2 separate regions of the Mus musculus genome follow, and region 1 is linked to region 2. A link is a contact called in public HiChIP or PLAC-seq data. All regions are on one chromosome and are shown on one strand. Each heading gives the region's core, a stretch centred on a gene start, on an enhancer-like site or on the middle of the called end of the contact. The rest is flanking DNA. Distances are from core to core; before and after follow the strand shown.

Region 1 (3,118 bases), core at 35-2,534, 270 kb before region 2:
GAACAGAGAAACTGTTTGCAGACAACTGAAACCGAGGCCTACATTTTACAAACATTGCGCTTCTGGGAATGTTTTCATATTGTTTACTTGCAAGGAAGAAAAACCTCAAAGCTAAATGTAGATATCACTGGAAAATAATAAAAAGCACTTCTGAAATTTTCATGAGTCAATAAAAAAACATAATTCCATTTAGAAAAAAATCAATTGACAGATATGTTTCAGAGGGTACAGCTACTATTTAAAGCAAGAGCCACCTATAGTCAAATTCCTTTCTAAAAGGACTTTCTCTCAGTCTTGAAACATTCACCAAAAACATTCCAGACACATTTTATCTCTGGTCCCCAACAGTGTCTTAATTTTTAAGTAATGATTGAATAAAACACACACGCAGTTTTTAGATACTGAAGATGGGAGCAAGCTATTTCCACTGAACAGTGGAGCCTTTTTAGCTCGTCTCTTGTTAAGCCCTAACAAGACGCCATCTTTACAATTCTCTCAAAAGCATGTTGTACTAAAAGCTGCATATCTTGATTCTAAATCTAAATTCAGAGACATCCGTTTCTGAATTTTTAAGATGCCATGCGACGTATATCAAAGCAGTCATTAAAATAGGTTATAACCTTAAAAAGAGGAGGGGGTCATTGTGACGTACTTCATCTTGTTTTATGTGGATTTAAATGAAATCACTTAAAAACAATGAGTTGCTATTGTCGACGCCCTCCCTGTAGAGGAAAATGTTAGGTCTTTAAATTACTTGTCTAGGGAAAAAAGAAAAAGGAAAAAAAACATTGTTTCAGTTGGCTGCGTCGGACGGAGACTTGGGAGAAAAAAAAAAATCCTCTGTAAAAACCAGAAGCAGAAGAAATAGACAGCAACGTCAAAATCTCAAACTGTAGCTGCAGCCAGCTATTTATACTTCCCAGACAGTTCTTGGAAAGATCTATTGTTAAGATTGAGCATTTCCGGGAAGAAGAGGGGGAAAATCCTTAGGTGAGCAACAAATGGTAGTCTTTCAGTCCCTGCCTTTCAGGTGCTGGGAAACATTCACTTTAAGTCTTGTCAGGGTACAGAAAAATGATCCTTCCTCTCTTCCTCTTGCTCTCGTGCTTGAATCTGAAAAGAAACTTGTCTTACACCCAACTGCACTCCCTTCGTTCCTAATTTCCTCCATGCCTTCCCTCTTCCCTTTCTCATTTTCAGCCCCAGGTTTCTTTTTAGAGGGGGAAGAACTTGCTAAAGATGGCGTTCTACCCAGTGCTGCCCTGCCCTCTAGTGGCGCAGAGCCTGTACTCCGTACTCTCTGTTTTTTTGTTTTTTTGTTTTTTTTTTCCCCTCTCACTAACCTCTCTGCCGTTCTTCAGCTTTTTAGCCTTCTTCTATTCCTTACACATCCCTTTAGCTTTTTCTCGTTTCTGTTATCCTCTCTCTCCTTCAGCATCCAACCTAAAGCTGTCTGTAAAAGAAGGACTTGCAAAATGTGTATACTTAAAATTCGAAATGATTCGAAAAGAAAAACTTGGTAACTAAATTCTCTCCTCAGATTTAATCGGCATGCTAAATCCACAAGCTAAATTGGACCAAGTCAGAGACTGATGTACTTGGTAAACCTTAGAGAATATTAGTCTCTCTCTAAGAAACTCCTATGCAAATTGACTATCTCCATAAAGTTGGAGCCACTTTGACTTAGCACCATGCAGGACTGGGATCTTACCTATTCAGGAGGCTGAGACAGGAGGGTCAAAAGTTCAAATACAACTGTGAGACAGAATGGAGGAGTGGGAGGGGGTGCGAGAGAGAGAGAGAGAGACAGAGGAGAGGAGAGACAGAGACAGAGACAGAGACAGAGACAGAGACAGAGACAGGCTGGACTTGGGACTCAGAGGCAGAGAACATACCTAGTATCCCCTTTCACCCCAGCACTAATAAGGGAATAAAACAGTTTCGATATGACTTCCAGCAACACCCAAAAGGCACGGCCAGTTGATTAGCAGCTGTCAAGTTTCTACTTAATCCCTTATTAGCAAATTTGATGGTGACTCCTTGTTCCCCTTTGGACACTGAAGGCCAAATTCCATAATGAAGAGAATATTAACAGACTGTCATGAGGCATGGTCATGTAACTTAATTACTGCTCTGAGTTTAAATATTATTTACCAAAACACCACACTGCTCTAAGTAAAGGACCACAAAACTAACATTTTGATAGTATTTGTGTCATTGGTACCTTATTAAAAGCACTGCCATTTCCAGCTCAGTGCGTCAATATGCTCTTAAAAGCAATATAGATCTCCACCTTCAGGCTTTTATTTTCAGCAGATAATAGAAAGAATGGGGGTGGGCAGCCATAAGCTATAAGAAGTTGTAAAGGTTACCTTCATTTCATAGTTGCACTGATCTAAACTCAGTGGACTTAACATTAAAAGGAGAACAAGGACCTTTTCACATTCAGAACTATGCTACCTGCTCCCAGAAACTTAGTCCCCCAGATATGTGAGCATTTCAGAAAGTTTCTTGCAACACAAGATAGACAGGAGTGATGGCACAGACCAGTGATCCTAGCTACTCAGGAGGCCAAGGCAGGCAGATCACAAGTTCAAGATCTGCTTCCTGCAGAGACAATTGAATTGAAGGCCAGCAATTTAGAGAGAGCCTATCTCAAAAGGTAAAAAGAGCAACAACCAAAAAATGAAACTAAAACAAAAGGAAAACCCAATCTAAAATGTCACCTTTTCATTACTTTTCTATTGGTGGCACAAGAGATGCCATGGCCAAGACAACTTATAGAAGAATTTATTTGGGGTTATAGTTTCAGAGGGTGAGTCCATGACCATTATGGCACTGCAGCCGTCAGGCTGGCATGGCTGCAGTTAAAGCAGTAGCTGAGACCTTGCATCTTGGTCCACAAATGCAAGGCAGAGAGGGCTAACTGGGAATGGCATGGGATTTTAAAATGCAAAGCTCACCCTCAAATGCACACCTCCTCCAACAAGGCTATACCTCCTAATCCTTCCCAAACAGTCCCATCATTTGGGGGTCACGTATTCAAACATATGAGTTGAGCCTATGGGAGGCATTCCCATGCAAACCACCACTTAGAACGCATTCTTGTTCAGAGTCC
Region 2 (3,462 bases), core at 898-3,397:
AACAGCTCTGGGTGTCCTAGCAGCGTAAGTCCGTCGCGTGCAAGGTTACTGTGAACATTCTCAGAACTCTAAAGTGACCGAGGGGCGGGTGTGAACAGTCAGCCCACTTACACTCCTGCTACATCTCCAGCACATCTCATTTAAATCTAGCGCATGGGCAGTTACAGCTCTCTGTAAGAACCCTTGGACAAGGCAGAACACTGGGAAGATCTCCTTTTCCAGATGGGTGCTTGTTTTCCTGAGTCTGTTTCTGTGCTCCTTCCAACCTTCGAGTTCCACCCAGACCGTGCCTGCCATGCTTTCAAATACTGCAGACTCAGGAATGCATTTGAAATCCGCCTTTTCATCAGCACTGTATCTATCACAGATAAGGGAACTCCCCTATCGCCAGCACCACAGGCTTCGGTCTTCAAGCCCTTCTTAACCCTCCCTAAGTACATGAGCATCCTGATTTTACCAGACAGAATTTCTATGTACCTTGTAGTTTCCCCTCACTGATGTAAATAGTCATTAAGTCATTATGAAGTCAAAAGAGCTTACAATTTCTTGGCATCTGTTAACTCACACACGATGATACAGTGTATGAAAGCTGTTCTAATGGGAGATCTTTAAGTCCTCTCTAGTCATCACAGAGCAATAGTAGGCCAGCAAGTTGACTCAAGAGAGTAAATTAGATGCTTGCTGCCAAACCTGACAGCCTGAGTTGGACCCTGCGACTCGCACAGAAGAGGGATTGGACTAGAGAAAGCATACAACGATTCGTGCACTGTTAAGAATGGTACATACATTCATGTCCATAAATAATGGGAAAGATAAACAAATTGCAATATGCTTGCCAACTATGATGGAATAACAAAAACAAGAAATAAGCCACCAACACAGGCATGGAAGTGTTTTATCTTGAAAACTATTAGACAAGATGGGAGGAAAAAGAAAGAACCTCTCATGCTTATCAGACTGCGCATCGTTCTCTCATGTAAACTACAAGGAGTCAACTGGGGAGCTAAATTGATGGCTTAGCACTGGCTGATCCTCCAAAGGTCCTGAGTTAAACTCCCAGCACACACACAGATGCTAACAACGGTCTATAACTGTAGTCTCATGGGATTTGGTGCCTTTTTCTGGTGTACAGACATACATACAGGAAAAACACGCTCATATACATAAATAAGGCAAGGACTCGATAAATGGCTCAGGGGTTAAGAGCACTGACTGCTTTTCCAGAGGTCACAAGCTCAATTCGCAGCAACCACGTGGGGGCTCACAACCGTCTGTAATGGGATCTGATGCCCTCTTCTGGTGTGTCTGAAGATAGCGACAGTGGACTCACATGCATAAAATAAATCTTTTTTTAAATAAATAAATAAATAAATCTTTTTTTAAGTCAGATTTTCTACTTGATTCTCTTATTTGCTGCTCACTAAATTCCATGTGTGTTATTCTCCTGAGGATCAAATAGGCATCTGCTGACAAGATGTCCTAGCCCTCAAGAGGACAGCTTGGGTCTCAGCCTAATAGAATTATCCATGTCTTCCTTGGAGTCACTGCCAAAGATGAAAAAGCTTATAAAACTAGAGCTCCTCTAAGATGAGACTTTCAACTTTAATGACTGGAAAATTCAATCAAATGCTTAAAGTCAGTTATTCTCATAACATCAGGAACCTGATTGCACAACTTTAATCTTTGAGGACTAGTAATCATTCATATGGAAAAATGCAGTTTCACACTTGGCCACCAGAGGGGAGTGTGTGCCTGCTTGATAATTTGGGATCAGCTCAGAAACCGCACACATCCTCTGCCAGCCCCATCTCTCTCCTGAAACTATCCTCACCATCTCTCTCCTGCAACTATCCTCGTTCACATATATGACCCGTGGATGACTGTACCAAGAGCGTTCATGTGTGAAATCACTACTGTTTCATTTATGTCCCAGCTGTGCCTCTAACTCTCCATCTGTCTCTCAATGGTGTTTTTCATTGTCCTTTTATTGGTGTTTGGACTTCATCATGTAGTTTCCTATAAGGTGGAAACATCACAAATAAACTTGTGTTAGAAGTATGGAAGCGCAGAGTGTGTCCTTGTCGAATGCCACCAACAGCTGGGGCACAGCTACGCCACACCGTTCCCTGATCACATGGCAGTGACTCTCCACTGACTCATCAGGCTGCACAGCCTCGGTTCTCTCAGAGATGCACTAGTAATTCTTTAGCCTAATTAGACATTTCAGGTCACAGAGACCTGGAACTATTTGCCCTGTTATTTTTGAAGGCCTTTTTCCAATCAGAGCCTGAAATGTTTCCCCAGTGGGCTCATTAAGTCAAGCACTTGCTGTAACTACACGACCAGTGAATGTGGAATCTTACAGACTTAACTCTCCCTGGCAGACTGGTCTGAGAAGGTATGTCACCGTCCCTCTCTCCTGGGTATGGAATTATACTGGGCAAAGGTGATGTGCGGCCATGAGACTGTGTTTGTTTCGGTTCTGAAACACCTAGTGGAAAATCACAACACAAGACAGAAAGTTGGAGATGGCTGAAATCTCATCACAAGGCAAGATGCTTTGCAGAACTGCCTCCTTTACAGGCTTAGAGACATGCCCTGCCTTGCATTGGGGCACTTTATTCTTCCACACTCCCAAAGCTTAAAAGTAATATTCCCTGTGTAGCGAGCGTCTTGGCAATATATCTGTTCACCTCAACATAAGAGAGGGACATATTTCTTAACTCTGAGGTGAGGGAACATCAAATCAGTCTCACTGGATTCCAGCAGTTGTGTGTGCATCCTGTGGGGAGGTGGGAAACACAGGGAAGTTTCATATTGGATGCTTGCACGGCAGAGAGACTTTCTGTGAGCAGCAGACCACACACGCCTCCTGATTTCTTGTAAGTGTATCCGTTTTCAATGACTGATGCAACAATTGTAGATGTCCAATCACCTATGATTAACCTTAATATTGCATAGTGCTGTTTTGTTTTGTTTTGTTTTGTTTTGTTTTGTTTTGTTTTGTTGGGTTTTTTTTCCAGAGCAGATATTGTTCCAAGGCTACAGAGCCAATATAATTTTCTCAGCTTGTGTGCAGTCTTCCCTGGCTCCCTTCCTTAGCTCCCTAACTCTGTTCATCCAAGAACACACTTCGAGAAGCCCATCAAGGGGCCCCATTCCTAGGCAACACCCTTGCCTACAAGAACACACAAACAAAAACTGCTCTATTTATGGGTTGGGGTTCAAAACTCTCACGAAGAAAACTCTTCCAAGAATGAGAGTTTGACCTTTTCTGCAGGATTCTTATGGTGCCTATCAGTTCTGTCTGGGCTGAACATCAATTTCATTAAATTAGGTTTGCATATGGTTTCAACAGACAAGTTTGTCTTCAAAACAACAGCAAAGATACAAGGAAAAATTAAATACCACTTATTATCTTCCAATAACTCAATTTCTATTTTCTCATACAGTCTTAGAGAC

What was found. HiChIP or PLAC-seq counts read pairs in DNA pulled down with a chosen protein or histone mark.
Region 1: a CTCF HiChIP or PLAC-seq map of the NIH/3T3 cell line shows a contact between it and region 2, with 12 read pairs. The contact joins two enhancer-like sites.

The regions. Positions count from the first base shown.
Region 1 is chr3:80,078,112-80,081,229 of GRCm38.p6, reverse strand. No RefSeq gene overlaps it. Among named protein-coding and RNA genes, the nearest start is that of Gm36569, 190 kb to the right of the region's middle. Within about 2 kb of position 1,284, at least 48 of the 459 cell types and tissues checked have an H3K27ac peak or open chromatin away from gene starts, as enhancers often do. A contact at or near this core is called in the NIH/3T3 cell line, where this site is marked.
Region 2 is chr3:79,807,651-79,811,112 of GRCm38.p6, reverse strand. No RefSeq gene overlaps it. Among named protein-coding and RNA genes, the nearest start is that of Gm26420, 26 kb to the left of the region's middle. Within about 2 kb of position 2,147, at least 50 of the 459 cell types and tissues checked have an H3K27ac peak or open chromatin away from gene starts, as enhancers often do. A contact at or near this core is called in the NIH/3T3 cell line, where this site is marked.